Linked DNA regions of Mus musculus: regions 1, 3, 4, 5, 6 and 7 are each linked to region 2. A link is a contact called in public Micro-C and promoter capture Hi-C data. All regions are on one chromosome and are shown on one strand. Each heading gives the region's core, a stretch centred on a gene start, on an enhancer-like site or on the middle of the called end of the contact. The rest is flanking DNA. Distances are from core to core; before and after follow the strand shown.

Region 1 (2,700 bases), core at 66-2,565, 3.1 Mb before region 2:
GCAACAGTTTTGCTTCCAGATGTTTGGCTACGGCAGTTCTACCTTAGAACTCCAACAGTCAGTAAATTATTAGATGTGTTCACATTAATTTTATTTAAATTAAATCAGCCAACTTTAACTACATACAATCTGACAAAAGATTAATCTCATTAGCGTGTATAAAGGAACCCTGGCGAATTCTCACTTCTATCTTTCAAGGCTATAACAATCAAATGTTGAAAAAAAACGATCATAAGCAAACATCTCATTTCGAAACCCCAAACATTCATTCTGGCTATTTTAATAAGAACGAGCCTACTAAAGGTTACTTTATACTCAGATGCTGTAAAATAGTCATCTTTTCTTCCAACTACATCCAAGTCTATGAGGTACCATTTACTTTTAAATGAGGATTAGTATGGAAGAAATACGTTTATCGAATGTGAAATTTCATTACCTATCTTAAGGAAACTCAAGTAGACAATCGTTGTAACCTGAGGAACATTTAAGAACATCAGTACCTTGCCTCACTCACTGAATGCCTACAAGTTCAATGCATTAAAAGACGCTCGTGTGTGTGTGTGTGTGTGTGTGTGTGTGTGTAGGTAAACTGGGAGCTCCCAATTTAACATAGGTACTGTGACAGAGCCTACGTTTAATTCAGACTCCATGTATGAACGAAGCATTCTGTACAAAACCGCTGGGCCACGCTTTTTGGGAAACCTCTGTTCTTGACACGAAAGTTTCCAGATGGACCAAACACCAAAAGAAACAACAACAACAAAAAAGTGGTAAATAGTCCGCTGGCTCTTGAAAATGAACAGCGCTACCTCTCACTGCCTGATAAAGAAAAAAACCAAACCCAAGGCGTCAGGTCAGTCAGGAGGGGCCTTCCAGAGCGCCACTCAGCTTGTTTTTTCAGGCACAGCCCGAGGAGCCGCGGAAAGTCGTGAGCATCGAAAGGCCGGGCCGGGGGTCCCTGGGCGGCCGAGTGGGCGCGGCGGGCGCGTGGGTGGAGACGCGGCGAGCGCGGGGGCGCAGCGGCCTCACTACAGCGATGAGGGGCGGCGAGAACCACTTCAGTCGGGGCCCACCGGGCCGGGCGCCGACACGTGGCCCCGGGGAGCCGCGCTCCGCAGCCCGGCGAGCCCCAGCCCGGTGCGGCGGGGAGGGGGAGGGGACGTACCTCGATGATCTTCTCCTTCTTCTTCTGCTCCGCCTTCTTGCTGCCCCCGGCCTGAGCCTGTTTCTTGGGGGGCATCGCGGAGGCGGGGGGCACCGGGCCGACTGCGACGCAGATGGCTACCGTCGGGGCGTCCGGCAGCTCGGCGGGAGCAGGAAGACCCAGCCGCCGCCGCAGCGCACGGAAAGCGACTCGCTCATTCGCCGCCCGGATGTGGCCTTTGCGACAGCACGGCGCCGCTATGCACTGTGGGGCGCGAGGCGAGGCGCCCGGAAGTGGAGCTGCGCGTGCGCTCCGGCTGCGCCGAGCCGGGAGGGGGCGTGGATGAGACGTGGGAACTGGGAAAGGCGCGGCGTGTGACGCCTCCTTTTGGTGAGGCGCTTGCCACTTGCTTGGCTTCGTCCTTCATTAGCACCGCGAGTGATGCCTCCTCACCTCACTTGTATAGACCCCTGGCGTAGAGAGTTCTAGATCTAGTTAGCACTGGACAGTACCATCTTGAGTAATCACGGAGCGGCTGCATCAATTATGAGCTACTGTCTTGTCCTCTGGAGGGGCAGGGTTGCAATGCAGCACCTTCAGTATGAAGTTGCGTAAAGAAATAAAGTTTCATTTGGAGATCGTCAGACGTGGAGTCCTAGTGGGTGAAATCCTTAGTTTCTCTTCAAGTCCTGTACTAATTTTAGGGGGCTGCCTTAACGATTCCGGAAAAAAAAAAATCACTATTTTACTATGTCAAACTAGCCTAACAGTATGGGCCAAGCCCAATTTAAGGTTAGTTTAAGTGTTTGGTAAATTCCATAATGACTTTACACACACGATTTCACTCATTACATCTACACTGAGGTACGAATGGTTAACTGTTAGCACTGTTTGAGATGAAACGCAGAAAGAAAGGTGGCTAAATGTAAAATCCAAGATAAGAATTTCAGCCTGGTTAGTCTTGCTTCAGGGCTCTGTTTATATTGTAGACTAAACCAAAAGTATGGCTTTTGATATGCAAATGAATCTACTATTTTTTATTCAGCCAAATACTGACTTTAAAAAAGCACACAATGAATGGCTGTTCTTTTGCATGGTTACTGTTTTACCTACATTGATTAACAGAAGAATCATCCTTCCAGAGAAGGGAGTTATTAGTTTTTCAACAATTTCATAAGCAGAAAACTACTTTGGAACCCTAATGCCACCATGAGGGAAATGGACAGTGTTCATCTGATGGCAACCAAAGCAAAAAGAGACACTTAGGGGCAGGGGACCCAATATTCCTTTCAAGGGCTTTCCCCAGTGATCTACTTCCCTTCATGTGTTCCACTCTCCCTAGGAGTGTCACCCAACTCAACAGGAGCCTTTGTGGAACACTGTGACAGTTTACTTTTCTGTATTATTTATTCTTCAGAAGTTGATTAAGAATTCCTGTAGTAGCAGAATGTAGTAATCTTAATATCCCCCTTTTTAGTGATTCATTTAATGTCTCTAATTTTAAAGAATTTTTTTATGGCAATCGTAAGTATGGAAAAGTTGTAAACAATCTAGAA
Region 2 (2,700 bases), core at 100-2,599:
CTGCCCCCTGAGTGTCAGAAGTCTTTAGAGACAGAGTTTCTCTGTATAGTCCTGGCCTACCTCTGCCTCCCAAGTGCTGAGAAGAAAGGCATGTGCCACCATGCCCAGCCTTCACCAGGAGTATTAAACAGCCCTTAAGGAATTCTGTATACTCTCTGGTAGAGTTCTGGAAGACTAGGCGCTACAGTAGCTTTTTAAAATGTCTTAGAAACAATTTGTTACATTTCACTACAAAGTTGCTTTGGTGAATCCATTTTTTTTTTTTTTTTTTTTTTTGGTTTTTCAATACTGGTTTCTCTGTATAGTCCTGGCTGTCCTGGAACTCACTCTGTAGACCAGGCTGGCCTCGAACTCAGAAATCTGTCTGTCTCTGCCTCCCAAGTGCTGGGATTAAAGGTGTGCAACACCACTGTCCGCCTGTGAATCCATTTTCTTACTAACTTCAGAATGCCTTGTTATAGAAGGTGGTGGGTTGATTGATTTAAATTCATGAATACGATACACAATTAGACTATATTAGGTAAAGCCCCAAATATCCCAAGTCCCCTGGAGTGCAAGTTTTCATTGTAGTCATTCACATGGAGACACAATTTGTTCCAGTTTGAAACCCTGTGTGATGAGGAGTGGACACGGAGTGAGATGATGACAAACAATATTTGGTTGGTGATGGGGTGGAAAAGTAGAATTCCAGAAACGATTGGGATTTATGGTGGAGGCTGGGAGCGAACCCTCTTACTCGGAACAAAATTTGTTTTGTTTTTTATTTTGCTTTTTTATTTTGCTTACCACATGCCAGAGCCTATTCGTGTCTCCTCCGGATGGGTGCTGGTCCATGATAAGTCCCTTCATAATAATCTAAGGAACTCGAGCTGCCCTTACTTCCGACCTCCTTCCTCCGAAGCCAGCTGGAGGCGGGAGCGAGCACCGGGAGGTGGCGAGGCGCTGCCCGCCGTGCGGAGCACACATCTGCCGCGTTCTCCCTGGAGCGTCTGTCAAGGCGTGGGAGGAAAACAAGCTCGGAGCCGCCAGGCTCCTCTCGGGGCCAAAGTCTCCCGAAACACACCGTCCCCGTCCCCACGGCGGTGCGGGCCCTGGGGCGTGGGGAGCGGGGACAACTTCGGGGGAAGTCCAGGACCGCGGCTTGGGGGTCCCCGGAGCGGAGGAGGCGGGGCGGGGCGCTCCGGACCCCGGGCTCCGGCCGCAGTTCTCCCGGCGGCCTCGCGGGGGCGCCGGCGCGGCCGATCAGGTGACCGAGCGCCGGTCCCGGCTGCGGGAAGCCGACTCGTTCTCAGCCGCCGCCGCCGCCGCCACACCTAGCGGAGGAGCCGGGAAAGGCGGCCCGGGAGTGGGGGGTGTACTGGGGCGGAGAGCGCCGCGGGTGGAGGCGGAAGGGCGGCGGGCGGAAGCGAGCGCCGCGGCTGCTGTGTCACGGCGCGGGTGGGCGCACGGCATGGGCGCGCCGCGCTGAGGCGGAGGTCGCGGGCGGGCAGGCGGGCGGGCCTGAGGGAGGCGGCGAGCCGGGGAGTAGCGCGCCCGGCGGCGGTGGCGGCGGCGGCGGCCGCACCATGTCGCGCTCCGTGCTGCAGCCCAGTCAGCAGAAGCTGGCGGAGAAGCTCACCATCCTCAACGACCGGGGCGTCGGCATGCTCACGCGCCTCTACAACATCAAGAAGGTGCGCACGGGCCGGCGAGGCCGGGCGGGGTGCGGCGGGGGAAAAGGCCGCGGGCGCCAGCTCGGCCTGCTCGCGCGGGGCCTCCGGGATGCGCCGCGGCCTAGAGTGAGCCGCGGGGCGGGCAGGCGGGAGCCATTTCCCGGCTCCCGGCGGCGGGAACCGGCCGGGCCGCGCATGGCCGCCGCGGCGCTCTGGTTTGCGGGGAGGAAAGGAGGGCGCGCGGCCTTCCCGGGCTGCGGCGAACGGGCCCGGGGTTCTTGGCTTGCGAGTGTGGGAATGCGGCGATCGACCCTCTGGTCCCCACTTGGCCACTTGATTTTTCGTTCCCTGAATCAAGCCCCTCACCCCCACGACAGCGTGTTGACGTTTGGGATAATTTCATTTTGAAGATGGACCGGAGGGGGAAGTGAGGGTGGAACCGGTTTTCGTCTGAAATACTTGTAGGCTGTGAGTCACTAGAACAGGAATAACCACCTTTACTCCCTACTCCTCCTCATTTTAGTTTTCCCAACCCTATCTGATTAGCACCAAAGCACCATTCCTTAAAGTACAATGGCTGTATAAAATAAAGACCGAGTGTGCTCCCGTTGCTATCTCCTTCGCAACATAGTACGAGGATTTGAGCAACTAGACAGTGGACCCATTGAAAATCTGAGTGTCTTCAGATTAGGGAGTGGAAGGCTGTATCGAAGTGAAGAAAAGTAGATCTAAAGGTGGAAAAGGATTGCCATTAATTTACCTTAGAGGGAAACAACCTCAAATCCATTTATTTTAAGCCTCACTGAATTTGGTAAAGAGAAAAAGTTTCCTTTTGGTACACTTTATACCAGTCCATCCTTGCGGGGTTCTGTGTATCTGTGTCTTTTCTTTAATAATCTTGTTTATAAAATTATATATGTGTGTGTGTGTGTGTGTGTATCTATCTATCTATCTATATATCGTGAAATATACTTTTGACCATATCAAAAGGATATAGGTTGCTTGTGAGTATCCTGAAGATTCTTTTTAAAATTTAGAATCAAAGCAT
Region 3 (2,700 bases), core at 132-2,631, 3.1 Mb before region 2:
AAAACATCAATTTAATCGGGGTTTCCTACACTAGTAGGGATGAGAATGATGCCAGCGTTGAGTCAAAGACAACTTTAATCCAAAAACACGACATTAGCCGTCACAAATCCTCAGGAACTTTGCAACACGGGACGTGAGTAATTTGAAAGCCTACGTGACCTGCTGTATTCTTCAGCATTGAAGTGACCTGCAGAGAGTGAAAACTCAGCAAACACCCTCGCTCTGTCTGAACAATGACCTAAATAGTGGACTAGAAAGGAGCAGATGACGCATTCCATTCATCTGGTGGACCTTAAACGCGCAAAGGTCTCATAGTCCTTTACAAATTAATACAACAATTTGGTCACTTTAGTCATCGGAGTGTCTAGAAGAGGAGTGGGAAAAAAACCGAGAGAGAGAGAGAGAGAGAGCGAGAGAGAGAGAATCAGACGAAGGAAGAGCTAATTTCAGAAAGCAAAAAGCACTAGGAAGAGGCTAACTGGTTGATACGGAAGAAAAAAATTCTGGGGCCAAGTGAAGCAAGTTACGGAATGACAAGAGATGGCCAAAAGTCTCGCAGGACAAGCCTGTACAGATGTCTCACTTTTCCTGGATGCTTAACAGAGCTCCTTCAAAGCTCTCTCGCACTGTCCCCAGCCAATCAGAAGAAGTTGGGGACACGGTGAAACTGGATGCTGAGTGTCAGGTTAGGTCATCCCCACAAAAGTTTCATCCATGCCAGACCTGGGCCAGCCGCGGCATGGAGAGAGTAGGCGGGTTTGGGGCCGGGAGGACCCTGGAGCCAGCGGCTGGGTGCGGATCCGCTGAGGGTGCGCGGTGGGGGAGGGGGCGCCTGGGGACTCGAGCGCGGCCACTTACGAGGACGTGCTGGGCTCGAAGAAGTCCACGGCGAATCCGAAGTAACTTCCCTCGGGACCCGCATACTCGGCGGGACTTTCGACGTCCAGGTTGAAGGCGTCGGCGAGGGGCAGCAGGAGACCCGGCAGCAGCAGCAGGAGGCCGCCGGGGCGAGGGCGTAGCAGCAGGCGCCCGGGAGCAGCCATCGCCGGGGCGCGCGCGGGGCGCAGAGCCGAAAGACTTCAGTCCCTGTCCCGGTGCTCGGTGGCCGCGGCCCGCCGCCTGCGCGCCCCCGAACTGCCGAGCTGTGCTGTGCGCTTGCGGTCAAGGGCGGCGGGGCGGCCGGGCGGCGCGAAGCTGAGCCGGGCGGCACCCAGGAGGAGCGGTGTCCGACCCGGGACTCCGGCTCTGTCGCTGGCTCGCGCGGTGCCTGGCGCTGAGAAGTGGCGGGGCGAGCACAGTACCTCGGAACCGTGAGCAGCCCGGACTGGGGGAGGAGGCCGGGGAGGAGGAGGAGCCGGCCAGGCCGGGCCGCCCCGCCGAAAGAGGAAGTCGCGCTCACGGTGGCCTCCCACAGGAGAAGGCCGGGCGCACTTCCGTGCGCGCTGGCGGCCGGTCCTCCGAGGCTGTCCCGGGACTGCGGCCCAGATCCAAAGGACCAGGGGGGCAGTGGCAGCGCGCCTCCAGCCGAAGCCCTGCAAGCCGGGGACTGGCTGCAATCAAAAGAAAAAGAACCAGGCACACCCCGTTCCCTGGTTCCTCCAGGCACTTCTGAGGGACTTTTGTTTAAGAATGCGGAAAGCTTTATCCGCTTCTCTTACTTCTGCCACTTAGCCCGGCAGGCGCTCACCAACAGAACTCTGTAATTATATGCCATTTCCCTCCCCTTCCATCCTCCACACACTGAACTTAATTATAAACTCCCAGAGGGCTAGCACAGCTCCTCCCGGATGCGGTGTGTGGAACTGGATCTCACTGGCTGACAAAAACGTTGCAAGGCAAAGTTTAGGTGATGAGCCTCTCAAATCCACCCAGAAGACTTCAAGCCTGTGCTTGGATCTTCTCTTTTCTTTCTTTTACTTCCTTTCCTTTTTTCTTTTCTGTTTCTTGCTTTCCAGTTCCAATTCTTCTTCTGGCCTCTGTGTGTATCAGGCATGTACGTGGGTCACACCCATACACACAAAATAAGTCTTTTTTGTTTTGTTTTGGTTTTTTTTGGTTTTTTTTTGTTTGTTTTTGTAAATTTGCTCAGTATTCCTGTGTTCTATGTATATCAAGTGCTAAACAATTTGATGAATGGGCCGGGAGTGGTGATCCATGCTTTTAATGTGGTGGCAAATGCTTTTAATCCTAGCACCATGAAGTGAGAAGCAGGAGGATCTGGTCTGTGTAGCAAATTCCAGGCTGGCCAGGCCTACAGGTAAGACCTTGTCTCAGAAGGGAGGAGGAAGAGGAAGAGGAGGAGCAAGATAAGAAGGAAGAGGAGGAAGAGGAGAAGGGTGAGACGAAGAAAGAAGAAGGAATGAAGAATTTGGTCAATAGGATAAAATGATTAAATATAAATGCATTGCTTAGGCCTTGCATACTTCCAAGTAAAGTAGTGGAGAATTTGAACTATTTTCCCAAAACAGTTATTAAAAATCAGTCCCAGACTAAGCACAGAGGCAGTAGGCCCCCCTGAGCCCAGTCAACATAAGAAGATCCCTGTCTCACACAGCAGAAAAAACACCTCAGTGTCAGCATGCATTCATCTCATAACATAAGTAATCATGTGTGGGGGTGTGGATAGCCTTAGTTGGGTTAAGCAAGTTGATTTTTAAAATGTAAAAAATAAGCAGCAAAACTGTTGGGAGATCTTATCAG
Region 4 (2,700 bases), core at 125-2,624, 4.1 Mb before region 2:
CCTATTGTCCCAGCACTCAGGAGGCAGACACAGGGGGTATCTCTGTGAGCTCAAAGCCAGCCTGCCTGGTCTAGATATCAAGAGTTCTAGGTCAGTCAGGGCTACATAATTAGACCCTGTCTCAAATAATAAAATAAAATAAAAATAAATTAAAAATAGGGCTAGAAGAGGTCACCACCAAGATAATGACCAAAGTTTAACCCCTGGGCCCATATGGAGGAAGGAGAGGACTGATCCCTGCAAATTGTTCTCTGACCTGAGTATGACTGCTGTAGTACATGTGCACTCATGCACACACAAAGAAATCTAATTTAAAAATATATAAGGAGAGACCTTCTAACTCATTATCTTCGTTTAGTAATTAGTGAATAACTAATACCAGTTTTACCAGGTGGTAATATACCTTCAACCCTATAACTCAGAAGTCGGAGGCATGGGGTTTTTGAGTTTGAGGCCAGCCTGGGGTAGAGTGAAATCCTATCTTAAACAAAACAAAGCAACCTCCCCACCAAAGAAAAAAAATTCAACAACAAACACAGCCCCTTCCCCTCATAAACTTTAAAGGAATTCGTAGGAAAACCCCTATAATATTTTATTTAGGTCAAATAAAAAAGGCAGGTAATTTTGGGTTGACTAAACAATAGCATTCTCTTAATTATTTTAACGATGATATTCTTAACTAGTCTACACTCTTTGTTTATTGGATTCTGCCTATTGTCCCAGGCAAACCCATATTGTTTTGATGGGAAGATAGTGCTGGTCCTCAAGGGCTCAGTGGATTCTGCTTCCTTTTAGTTTAGAGAAGAAAGGCTAACAAACTATTAAGAAGTCTAAGCATTTATTTTCTCCATTAGCTTTTAATTCAATTAAGCCAAAACAATGAAATTGAGTTTGTCTCAGATATTTCCTACCATCCCAGTCAGCATATAGTCCAGTTTCTGGGATTTCCTTCCTTCTTTCCTGACTTCCTTTGGGAAAACGCTTTGGGGAAGAAAGCAGCAAACCAAACCGCAGCAAGTAAAGAAAGTAAGCTCTTTTCTGTTTTCCCACCCAGATAGGTAGGGAAAGGGAACAAGACCCTCATCAAAGAGAACTGAGGCTTAGGCGTGCCGTTCTAAAATGCTTTGTTATTTAGCACCTCCCACCTCCCCCCAGATCTGCAGTAATTCCTCAGAGATTGTATAGTCTCCGCTTTAAATATACATATAATATATATGTATAAAACTTCCTCGTCTTTCTCTCTCCCTTTTTTTTTTTTAATTTCCTATAATAAAGTTTCCTATTGGATAAGGTCAGCTCCCTGATTTATGCCTGGTTCCTATTGGAAGCTCGCAGGGGCTGACATCACTTAGGAAAGCTAGGGTAGGGCTGCCAGATCAGTTTGTCACCACCCAGGCTGCCTTGCCTTTGGCTGGGTGCAACTTCCATTTTAGGTGTTGGATCTGAGGGGAAAAGGAGAGAGGGAGAGAGAGGGAGAGAGGGAGAGAGGGAAAGGGAGAGAGAGAGAGAGAGAAAGAGGACGATCAAGAGGGAGGGAGGGAGAGCCAGCGAGCGAGACAGACACGGAGGGAGAGGAGAAAGGCAGGAAAGATCCTGGAACGAGGAAGAGGAAGAGGCGGCGAACCTCGCTGGATTTGTCTTTCTCAGCACATTGGTGAAGCTTTGGGTTTGTTTCTTAAAGGACTGGCTTTAGAAGTCCACATTTGAGGTGTGTGCTTTTTAAATTTTTTTCCTTTTATTAAAAATGTGTGTATTGGGAAAGGGGTAACTCAAGTGGAATTTTTTTCTTAATGGTAACTGGAGGGACTTTTAAAAGGGTGAGAAAGCCTGTTAGTGCTGACGGTGAATTTTAACCAATTATTTTTTTCACTTTTAATACTTTGGAGGTTTCTTGGTATTTTATTTAGTTAAGGAAAAGGTAAAACGTACAAGACCTGGAAACAAACTTCTAGGTGTAATACCGGAAGCTGGTTGGAACCAGGGGTAGAAGTTGTGTAAATTCCTTTTTTTGTGTGTACTTTTATATTATTTTTTTCCCTGGATTTAGCTAACATACTCTTATTTTTCAGAGCTCAAAAAGTTGTTTGGGGGGGGGGGCATGTTGTGTGTGGGTTGGGGAAGGACTCTGCCCTGGTCGGAAGCTGGTCGTACAGATGGCTCTTACCATGTTTCGGAACTTTTAGCCCCCTCACCTTTGAATTTGTGGCAGTGGGAAGTTGCAGGAAGCTTTCGAGTTTCAATGGTATTGTTTTTTCCTTCTGAACGTGAACGGCCCAGAAGGGTTTCAGCGCTGCAGTTCCTGGGTGGATCCCTCTTTCACTTTTCCAGGTGTGGTGGTGGGTGGGAGCCGCTGTCGCCTGCCTGCCTGCCTGCCTGCCTGCCTGCCTAGGAGGCTCTTTGCTTTGCCTTGTGAAAACAAATGGATCTACGTTAACTTGAGTTGCCCTTCCTTCCTTCCTTCCTTCCTTCCTTCCTTCCTTCCTTCCTTCCTTCCTTCCTTCCTTCCTTTTTGTACTAAAAGTCGTTTTAGTGGCACAGATTTGTAAAGGTGTGTGTTAAACTTACTGATATGGTAATGTTTGGCCTTTAAAGGGATAAGGAAATTCTAATCATACTTTCTGTTGACCGGAGTGAAACAGCAAAACACCTGAAAGTCTTTTCTCAGTCCTTTTGGTCTCTGAAAGGTTTGTAGGTTGTAAA
Region 5 (2,700 bases), core at 3-2,502, 3.8 Mb before region 2:
TACAGAATTAAAGATTCTGCAATAAATCTCCTCCATGGATCAAGATAGGAAACATTTAAAAATGGCGGTGTCTTTCAGGAACACGATATCCAGAGATTCTGCACCCTGTGTCTTTAGTGCGGTTCCTCATCTGCTAGGACTTTGAGCTCCTCATCTGCTACTTGGTTGTAGTAGCTTCGCTATTCGTCTGTTCCTCCAAGGTGAAGCAGCAAGATTGTAGTAGCTAGTTAGAACTTGCCATTTTCTAAATGTTATAAAATATGTTGATTCAAAGTTTAAACAGACAAATTATATTATTTTATCCATCCTTTCCAGTTTATACGTGAGACATTTGATGCAAAGATCATGTGACTTTTAGTGCTGTCTGGCTTCAGGAGTTATGATTATTGCCAAATCTCATAATTTATCATATTATATAAAACTAACAAGTATATTTCAGGTTTATAGGCTTTTTTTCCTGATCATACGCAATGATTTCTTACTTTATGATATAATTATGTTTAGAGGGAAAACTTTTTTTTAAATTGAAGTTCATTTATTGTATGAAATTATTTCATAGTATCATGTTAAACTAAAGCCACCTTTCCTTGAAGGTTATTTTGAGGTACAACTAGTATAATGTTTAGATTATATAAAATGATATAATTATGTCAGATATTTAAAAGTATGTACAATGATTTCATACTCTATACACAGTCTGGCTTTACAGGACATACAACTCAGGAACTCCTAGAAAGGACAGCCCGAAGCCTGTTCATCTTCTCATGCAAAACTGGTTGTGGAGTTGCATCAGATATTAGTGCTCAAAATTGAGTCCGAATTAGTAATTCTGATGCTCAAAATTCCATGCACATTTAAGAAAAAAAGATGTGACTGATAAATTGTTCCTGGTTGTTCTGTGAACCTTAATTCGACACACACCCACACTCCTAACTCCTTTGATTCTTTTACACCAAGATCGCCTTCAAATCCCAGGCAGCAAGTTCTAACAGAACTCAGTCTAGGTGAAAGGCAGCCAGCTTTTGCTGGTAACAATGTGTTCATACAGCAAAGGATCTCTGTCTGTTCAGGCTGCTTCTTGCTCTTGTCAGAGTGAGAAGGGAGTTGCTGCTCCTTTCCTGGGGTAAGCTATTTGAGAAAGAAAGTAACCTAACACTAAGTGCAGGCGGGGCGGGGTGATGTAACAGGAAGCTGTGATGTTTCCCTTCTGCTGCTGATCGCTTACAATCTGACAACACTCCCCATCTACTCAGAACAAGCCCTCTCTTCGCAGCGTGCACTTCTGCCTTAGGACCGGCGGGCTCTGTTGCCTGGACCTCACGCTGCCTGCAGGACCACATTGCAAAGCTTTCCACACCTCGCCTCCGGGAAACTCTTGTGCAGTATCTCAGAAAATCAAACTCCCTCCTGAGACTATTCCCACAGAATTTCCTTAGGAGCTGTGCCAGGTAAGTGTATTATTCAAAATAAACGTATGTATTCTCAGCACTATTCTTAAGTATTATGACAATGTTTCTAACAAGAATTTAGTAAGTGGCATTGAAATAATGTTGAAACCGCTTCATTTAGTCTACAAAGGGATACTAGAGAGTCTTACTCCAGAATGCATACAAAATGTACTACTAGTGCATAAGAGTATTTACAGTGATACTTTAGAAAATAAATTTACCAATTATTAACGATGTGAGCGGGCTATAAGGCAAGTTTCTGAACAAATACCTTAATCAGGAAACAATGCCTTTTTAAAGTTAGTTGTACTACCAGCTCAAGTCCTGACAGCTGGAAAACATTTGCACCCCAGGAAGGGTCTTTAAATTTTCCACATAATCAGTATTCTAAGGAAGGGATGGCAGAAGACTATGGGGTTCCAGAGTCTTCCTGTGTGGCTGAACACAAAGTTGGATTAAGAAGAAAAGCCACCGGCTTGGACTTCTGTTTGCTTTCCGCTTCTTTTGACATTTACACCTCTAACTAGGGAACCAATGGAATTTTCATTGTTCTTTGTTGCTAGATTTGTGTAAATACCCCATTTTTGGTTTTCCTTTGTTTTTGTTGTTGTTTGTATTGGGTTTTTTTCTTTTGGGGGGGGTGTTCATGAATTGTCTCCACTGTATTAAGATCATGGGTGTCTTACAAATAAGGTAAGGGGAAAACAAAAACAAGACAAAACAAACAAACAAACAAACAAAAAACCCAACCAACAACCAACCAACCATAAACCCCACAACTGCCCAGGGTTAAGAAAATGTAGTGATTTCTACATTACTTCATGGTTTTTAAACTCTTAAGCTTAGAGTTGTGTTACTTCAATTATACTGGAAACTTGTGGGGGAAGAGTGTGAAAGGAGTCTCCATAAATACATAAACAGAGGCACGATAAGCAAGTGGATTAGCTCATTAAGCAGAGGAATTAAATTAGATTTTCAGCTATGATGCTGAGATGAAGCAGCTGCAGGTCTCTCTTGCCACAGTACAGACTGTCCTGAGAATCTAAGGAGCTAGTGCCTACTTAACAAGTGGCTGTCAGAGCGGCATCACAGGTTATTGCTAAGGAATGGGAGATATCAGTTTTGGATTAAAATTGTGCTTATTAGCATAATTTATTAAATTCTACGTTTTCTTACTTAAGTGAAATATAAGCTGCAAGATGCCTTTCAATGCTAGCATTCTGAGCTCAATTTCTAGTAGTCTGGCAAATAA
Region 6 (2,700 bases), core at 133-2,632, 3.9 Mb after region 2:
ATCAAGCCGCTGGCTATCGTAAATCTGGCTCTAGCCAGATACAACCAAGCATTTAGCCCTAGCAGGGTTTGCCTGCAGCTCCCCACAAGTTAGATGAACACTAGCTGAGTGCATCACAGGATGCTCAATACTGGGCAGAGTATGTGAGCAGCAGCAAGATGACAACTGCCCATCCTTTGTAACTAAGAATCTGAGAACTGCCCACAATTCCCTTCAAGCCGCCGGTTTTCCTCTAGTTCAGTGAGATCATGGGATTCAGAGGTTGGAAAGTACCTCTGGGACAAAATGGCTAACCACCCAGGCCTATCCAACTGGGGTCCTGAATGAATACCACCTGCCTTTGGTGTTAGTTCTTACAAAGATCACAGAGTATGTATGGATTTAAGGTGTGTTTTAAAAGCCAGACTTCCAATATCACAGGCAGGGACAGCCCCCTGCTGCTGATCCCATTTCTATACAAACAGCTTTCTTCTAACTACCCCACCAGGGAAACTTGCCCGCTCCTTCTGGGCTGCACTTCCAACCATTTCTCACAATGACTCGAATTCCCGTGGTGTTAAAAATGTGCTTTCTTCCACTATGTCTCACAATTACCCAAATTCCCAAACCTCACAGAAAACCAATCCTTAAGAACCTTCTCTGAGGATAGCTTCCAAAAGCACACTTGATGAGCTCAGCCAGCCGCAACAAGTGGACTTTCAAACCTGTGGTAAGAAAATGTAAAGGAATATACAAAAAAAAAAAAAAAAAAAAAAATCTTAAAATCAAATGCACACACACACTTTACAAATGCTGTCCATAGAGCGTGGATGAAGGAGACAGTGGATAAAAGAGATGATGGGATACTGTTTCCGAGGCACAAGGGGCAGTGCAGGTTTTTGGTGGTGTCCCATCCTCAGGCTGGTACGCAGTCTCGAACTCCCAATCGAAGAGGCCCGTAATGGGCCCCACGAGGGGCAGTGGAAGGGTCGGAGGGCATCGAGCGCGGAACTGAGTGCCGCGGCTTGCCAGGGGGTGCCCAAGGGCCCGACTGCCCGCCGCCCCACGCCGCCCGCCCCGTACCTGTGAGATAGTTGGTCCACTTGTACAGAACCCCCTCCATGCTTCAGAGCCCGGCGCCGCGCATCCTCCTGGCCCGGCGCCGGCCGCGCTGCTGCGGAGGCGCGGGCCCGCAGCCCTCCGCCCCGACCCGGCGGCCCTCAGAGGCCCGGCCGGCGGGCGCCCCGTGCTGCTCGGAGGCCGCGAGGCGCGGACATCCCCAGCGGGAACGGCGCGGCGACCCCCGGGACGACCCCAGCGCCCGCCGCCCTCCCGCTCCGCCACCGCTCCACGAGCCCCGGCGCTGCCCTCCTGCACGCCTGCCTTCCTTCCCCTCGGGCTTCCCGGCTTGTTTTCATTGACCCCGACGTCGCTTTCACTTCCTGGATGAAAGGGGCCGGCTCGGCCCACGAAACCCCTCCCCGGCGGCGGGGCTGCGGGACGGCCGCGTGCCCGAGGCTGCGCCGCGCGCCCTCGTGGGGCGGCTCCGCGGTCCCCCGCTCCCCGGCTGCCCCGCATCCGGACATCTCCAGTCCGCAGCAGACCAACTCCCGGGGCATCCTGCACAAGGCGGCTGCCGAAGGCCTCGCCTCCTTCGGATCTTTTTCAATAAAATCAAGGGTTGCTCATTTCTTGGAGCTTCCAGTGCTCACACTCCGGGGAAGTAGGAAGTTACCTCCTAGGAAAAGCTGGAGCAATGGCAAGGCCCTGTAATCCCAGCACTCTAGAGGCTGAGGCAGGAAGGACCAAAGGCCAGCCTGGGCTACATCCTTCTTTTAAGAAAGTAGTATGCAGGCCAGAGAGGTCCTCCAACAAGGTCTTATGGAACTAGGGTTGGCAAGATAGCTTTCCAAGTAAAGCGCTTGCCTCCGGGAGCTTGACCAGTACTGTCCTGGGGGCCTCACACAGTGGAAGGAAAGAACCTCATTTACACATGGGCCATGTTACACGCATCCCCCCCCCGGCCCCCCCCCCACACACACACACATTTTTTTTTCTTTTAATGTCATACATCACGATGTATGCCTTTAATACCAGCATTTAGGAAGCAGAGGAAGGCAGATGAGTTCTGTTAGTTCCAAGCCTGCCTGGTCTACGCAGTGACTTCTAGGCCAGACAGACCCCCCTTCTCTCTCTCTCTCTTTCTCTCTCTCTCTCTCTCTCTCTCTCTCTCACACACACACACACACACACACACACAGGAAAGAAGAGGTTAAGAAGAAAAATGTTAAGAAGGTATCGTGCATCCTATTTTTGTTTTGTTTTTAAAAGGATTTCTCTTAATTTTTTTTTAATCTCACTTGGAAGGGCGTCCTTACACACTTGACAACTTTTAGATTTAGAAAGTTTTGCAAATTCCAATTACTTTGCATAAAGCAGAGTCAGTATTGAGGTAGTGAAATCCCTGGCTTATCCTTCCAGGAAGGCTGACTGAATAGGGTGATCGGGATGTCCACTTGGGGAATCGACGAGCTGAATATTCAACAAATCACATAGAGTTCAGTAATGATAGTTCAACTGTGGAGGGCATCTGACACTTACCATAAAATTCGAGTTTTGTGTTGTTTGAAAGGTTTATCATACTAAAAGGATAAGGGGGATATATCAAGAGACTGGACTAATCTCTGTTGTCTATTAGCCAGCTGTGAAATTGGAACAAAA
Region 7 (2,700 bases), core at 59-2,558, 3.2 Mb before region 2:
GTAAAAGGTAACTAAGTGGATTGTGGGCTGGGTAAAAGCTATTTAAACGGATAACCCAGCTCTTTGCTCTTCGGAGAGCTTTACCTGAGGGAGAGGGAAACAGAAAATAGAGGACTGTGATGGTCATATAAATTACACCCGTATCTCATCACCCTTTACCGAATGAGTCAAGAGATGGCTCATTTAAGTTCCACTACAAGGAGATTCCCCTCAGGGGGAGGGGCTGGTTATGCTACCCAAACACCACTCCAAGCTACCTGTCTCCCTCCCACATCCCTTCCTTCAACTACAAACTCCTGTTTCATTTTTTTTTCTTTCATCTTATTGTAGCAAATGCATTTTTTCCCTGTTTTTGCAAGCCGCCTTGGATCTTTCCTGGGGTAAGAAGAGAAATATAAAGAAATAGAGATCCCGCCCCCCCCCCCACTTCCCCGGTTCTAAATTTAAATACAGCAGGCAGGGAGAAACAGTGCAAACGCTGTGTGGGTGTACATGGCAAGACGGTTTGCTCAGTATCTAGGAGAGGATAGAGAAGAGAATGCTAAAGGGATTTGAGAGCGTGTGTGTGTGTGTGTGTGTGTGTGTATGTGTGTGTGTGTGTGTGTGTGTGTGTGTGTGTGTGTGTGTGTGTGTAGAAAGAAGAGGGAAAATAAGATTAGTGGAATAGTGGAAACAGGCACCCATCTTGACCATCCTTACCGTCCACCCCCACCCCACCCCCAGCCCCCGACCCTTCTGAAGCCCACTGCAGTGCTCTGCGGGAAAGATTTCCCACCCGAGCAAAGAGCTAAAGGCCGAACGGGCAACCTGGGAAGACGCGAAGGAATTGAGACCAGCAAAGATAGGCTAAGCGGAGACGAGAAAGGAGCTAAGAATCCCGGGAAGCCTGATGCGATCGCTGGCACAGAAGAAGTAAAGCAGGGCTGGGCTACCGAGACGTACCTGGAGCCACCAAAGTAGAGGATGCCCCAGGCACCTCCGGCCTCCCCTCCTCTGCCTCCTCCCGCTGCTTTTGCTCTTGCAGCTGCTGCTGCTGCTGCTGCTGGATGAGGCTGAGGTCGGAGCGACTGAGTTCGGCTCTAGCGGCCGCGGGGACCAGCCGCGCCTTCAGCAGCACAGCGGCCAGGCCGAGGAGCAGGGCGCAGGGGACGCGACGGCAGAGCCTCGCCATGGCGAAGAGCCAGGGAGCCACGGAGGCATATTGCGGGGCTGCGGGAGGCGGCGGGCGCCAGGGCTGCGGAACCCGGCCGCGCCCGCTCGCTCGCTCCCCCTCGCGCCGTCTGCGGTGCACAGCCTCGGCAGGAGGAGGAGGAGCGGGCCGGCAAGAGGATGGCGAGCCCGCTTTCGCATCCTCGCGCACGTGACCGCCGGGAGGGGCGAGCGGGGGCCTGGGCCCTGTGGCTACCCAGCAAGTGCTCTGCAAGGTGATGCTGGTGCCCAGGCGTTTAGCTAGGCGGAGATTAACAGGAAAGAGTTTCTGGCCCTTAATCTTTACCGAGGCAGCAGGAAAATGTAGAGTGGAATAAAATTCCTTCCACTAGACACCGAGGTAGAAAAAGGTGGCACATTAATTTCCTTCTAAAGCAATCAGACAACTGTGGTTCAAAAGCCAGGTTCCTTTAACGGAATAGTCTCTGCTGTCCCTTGGCCCACTTACAAGATAAACTGATATTCTCCAGGCTTTTTTTTTTTTTTTTTCTGCTTAAATGAGAATTTCTTTCTTCATCATAAATTATTCCTAATTACACCTTTTCTATTTGTAACCTATACTTTCCATGTGTTTGGAGGGTTTTTTAATTTGTTTTGTTTTTTAATGTCTTGCTAGATATGGTGGCTCACACCTTTAATTTTTAGCACTCAGGAGGTAGAGGCAGGCAAGTATTAGTAATTTGAGACCAACTTTGTTCTACATAGGGAGTTCTAGGACAGCCAGGGACTATAGAGAAAGACCCTGTCTCAAGACAAACAAACAATCAAACAAACAAATAAAAGTCTTATTTAACAAATAATAAACTAGGAGTTCTCTGTGCGTTTTAATCAGGAGCTTAGAATAAGTAAAATAGAATCCCTTCGTTCCAAATACTTACTGCCTGTTAGGGCAAGGCAATAAATATATAAGCAAAATATAGTCCACAGTGGTGGTTGCAACTGAAGAAGCAGTACAGGCATTTAGAGCTTACACAGAGTTGAAAGAAATTAAGTAAAGTCTGTGAAAGACACCGGGGAAGGTAGTCTGCACAAAATAAAAATTCACACAGAAATAGTAGATACCAAGTCGTCGAAAAACTGGAAGTGCGTTTGTGTGTGTGTGTGTGTGTGTGTGTGTGTGTGTGTGAGAGAGAGAGAGAGAGAGAGAGAGAGAGAGAGAGAGAGAGAGGCATAAAAGCATAATGTATTGGGAAAGTTTAAGCTGGGAAAGCAGTTACCAGAGGACTTATCCTTTTCTACAGTGAGTGCAGACTATTAAACTGTTTAAAAATAACTAGCAGACACTTGTGCTTACTGTGTGAGGCACTGTTCTGGCATCTCACAGATGGCAAATGCAGCAACCTTGGATGCTATATAAGCAAGCAGAAATCTACACTAAAGACCATTCTGGAGGTTGATTGGGAGAGAGATACCTACCAACCATGCTTTTAATTTTCTTTTTTGAGGGTCACTTTGCTATCAGCATGAAAGACAGATTGGAGAAGGGAAGGC

What was found. Promoter capture Hi-C pulls out the DNA fragments that hold promoters and counts their contacts. Hi-C and Micro-C count contacts between places; a contact is called where the count stands out from the background.
Region 1: a promoter capture Hi-C map of pre-B cells shows a contact between it and region 2. The contact joins the promoter of Zc3h15 here to the promoter of Nckap1 in region 2. A contact is called at or near these places in 3 of 39 promoter capture datasets (cranial neural crest, maxillary cranial neural crest and pre-B cells).
Region 3: a promoter capture Hi-C map of liver shows a contact between it and region 2, with 2.0 times the contacts expected there. The contact joins the promoter of Itgav here to the promoter of Nckap1 in region 2. A contact is called at or near these places in 4 of 39 promoter capture datasets (cranial neural crest, liver, maxillary cranial neural crest and 1 more).
Region 4: a contact with region 2 is called in a promoter capture Hi-C map of hippocampal neurons, with 2.9 times the contacts expected there. The contact joins the promoter of Ctnnd1 here to the promoter of Nckap1 in region 2. A contact is called at or near these places in 3 of 39 promoter capture datasets (cranial neural crest, frontonasal cranial neural crest and hippocampal neurons).
Region 5: a promoter capture Hi-C map of cranial neural crest shows a contact between it and region 2. The contact joins the promoter of Calcrl here to the promoter of Nckap1 in region 2. A contact is called at or near these places in 2 of 39 promoter capture datasets (cranial neural crest and pre-B cells).
Region 6: a promoter capture Hi-C map of pre-B cells shows a contact between it and region 2. The contact joins the promoter of Plekha3 here to the promoter of Nckap1 in region 2. A contact is called at or near these places in 2 of 39 promoter capture datasets (pre-B cells and second pharyngeal arch cranial neural crest).
Region 7: a contact with region 2 is called in a Micro-C map of embryonic stem cells, with 8 times the contacts expected there. The contact joins the promoter of Fam171b here to the promoter of Nckap1 in region 2. A contact is called at or near these places in 1 of 39 promoter capture datasets (frontonasal cranial neural crest) and 1 of 484 Hi-C or Micro-C datasets (embryonic stem cells).

What each region holds. Positions count from the first base shown.
Region 1 is chr2:83,643,193-83,645,892 of GRCm38.p6, reverse strand. It overlaps Zc3h15 (zinc finger CCCH-type containing 15), which reads right to left and starts at 1,315. Exons shown (of 10, transcript NM_026934.3): 1 at 1,166-1,315. The coding sequence starts at 1,240.
Region 2 is chr2:80,579,831-80,582,530 of GRCm38.p6, reverse strand. Nckap1 (NCK-associated protein 1) reads left to right here and starts at 1,349. Exons shown (of 31, transcript NM_016965.3): 1 at 1,349-1,673. The coding sequence starts at 1,566. It also overlaps the pseudogene Gm13688.
Region 3 is chr2:83,723,078-83,725,777 of GRCm38.p6, reverse strand. It overlaps Itgav (integrin alpha V), which reads right to left and starts at 1,381. Exons shown (of 30, transcript NM_008402.3): 1 at 859-1,381. The coding sequence starts at 1,043.
Region 4 is chr2:84,649,414-84,652,113 of GRCm38.p6, reverse strand. Ctnnd1 (catenin (cadherin associated protein), delta 1) reads left to right here and starts at 1,374. Exons shown (of 19, transcript NM_001085450.1): 1 at 1,374-1,708.
Region 5 is chr2:84,423,818-84,426,517 of GRCm38.p6, reverse strand. Calcrl (calcitonin receptor-like) reads left to right here and starts at 1,252. Exons shown (of 16, transcript NM_018782.2): 1 at 1,252-1,448.
Region 6 is chr2:76,673,997-76,676,696 of GRCm38.p6, reverse strand. Plekha3 (pleckstrin homology domain-containing, family A (phosphoinositide binding specific) member 3) reads right to left here and starts at 1,382. Exons shown (of 8, transcript NM_031256.3): 1 at 1,063-1,382. The coding sequence starts at 1,102. It overlaps Gm39860 (a long non-coding RNA gene), which reads right to left and starts at 1,056. Exons shown (of 2, transcript XR_866494.2): 1 at 847-1,056; 2 at 1-704.
Region 7 is chr2:83,811,220-83,813,919 of GRCm38.p6, reverse strand. It overlaps Fam171b (family with sequence similarity 171, member B), which reads right to left and starts at 1,308. Exons shown (of 8, transcript NM_175514.3): 1 at 943-1,308. The coding sequence starts at 1,171.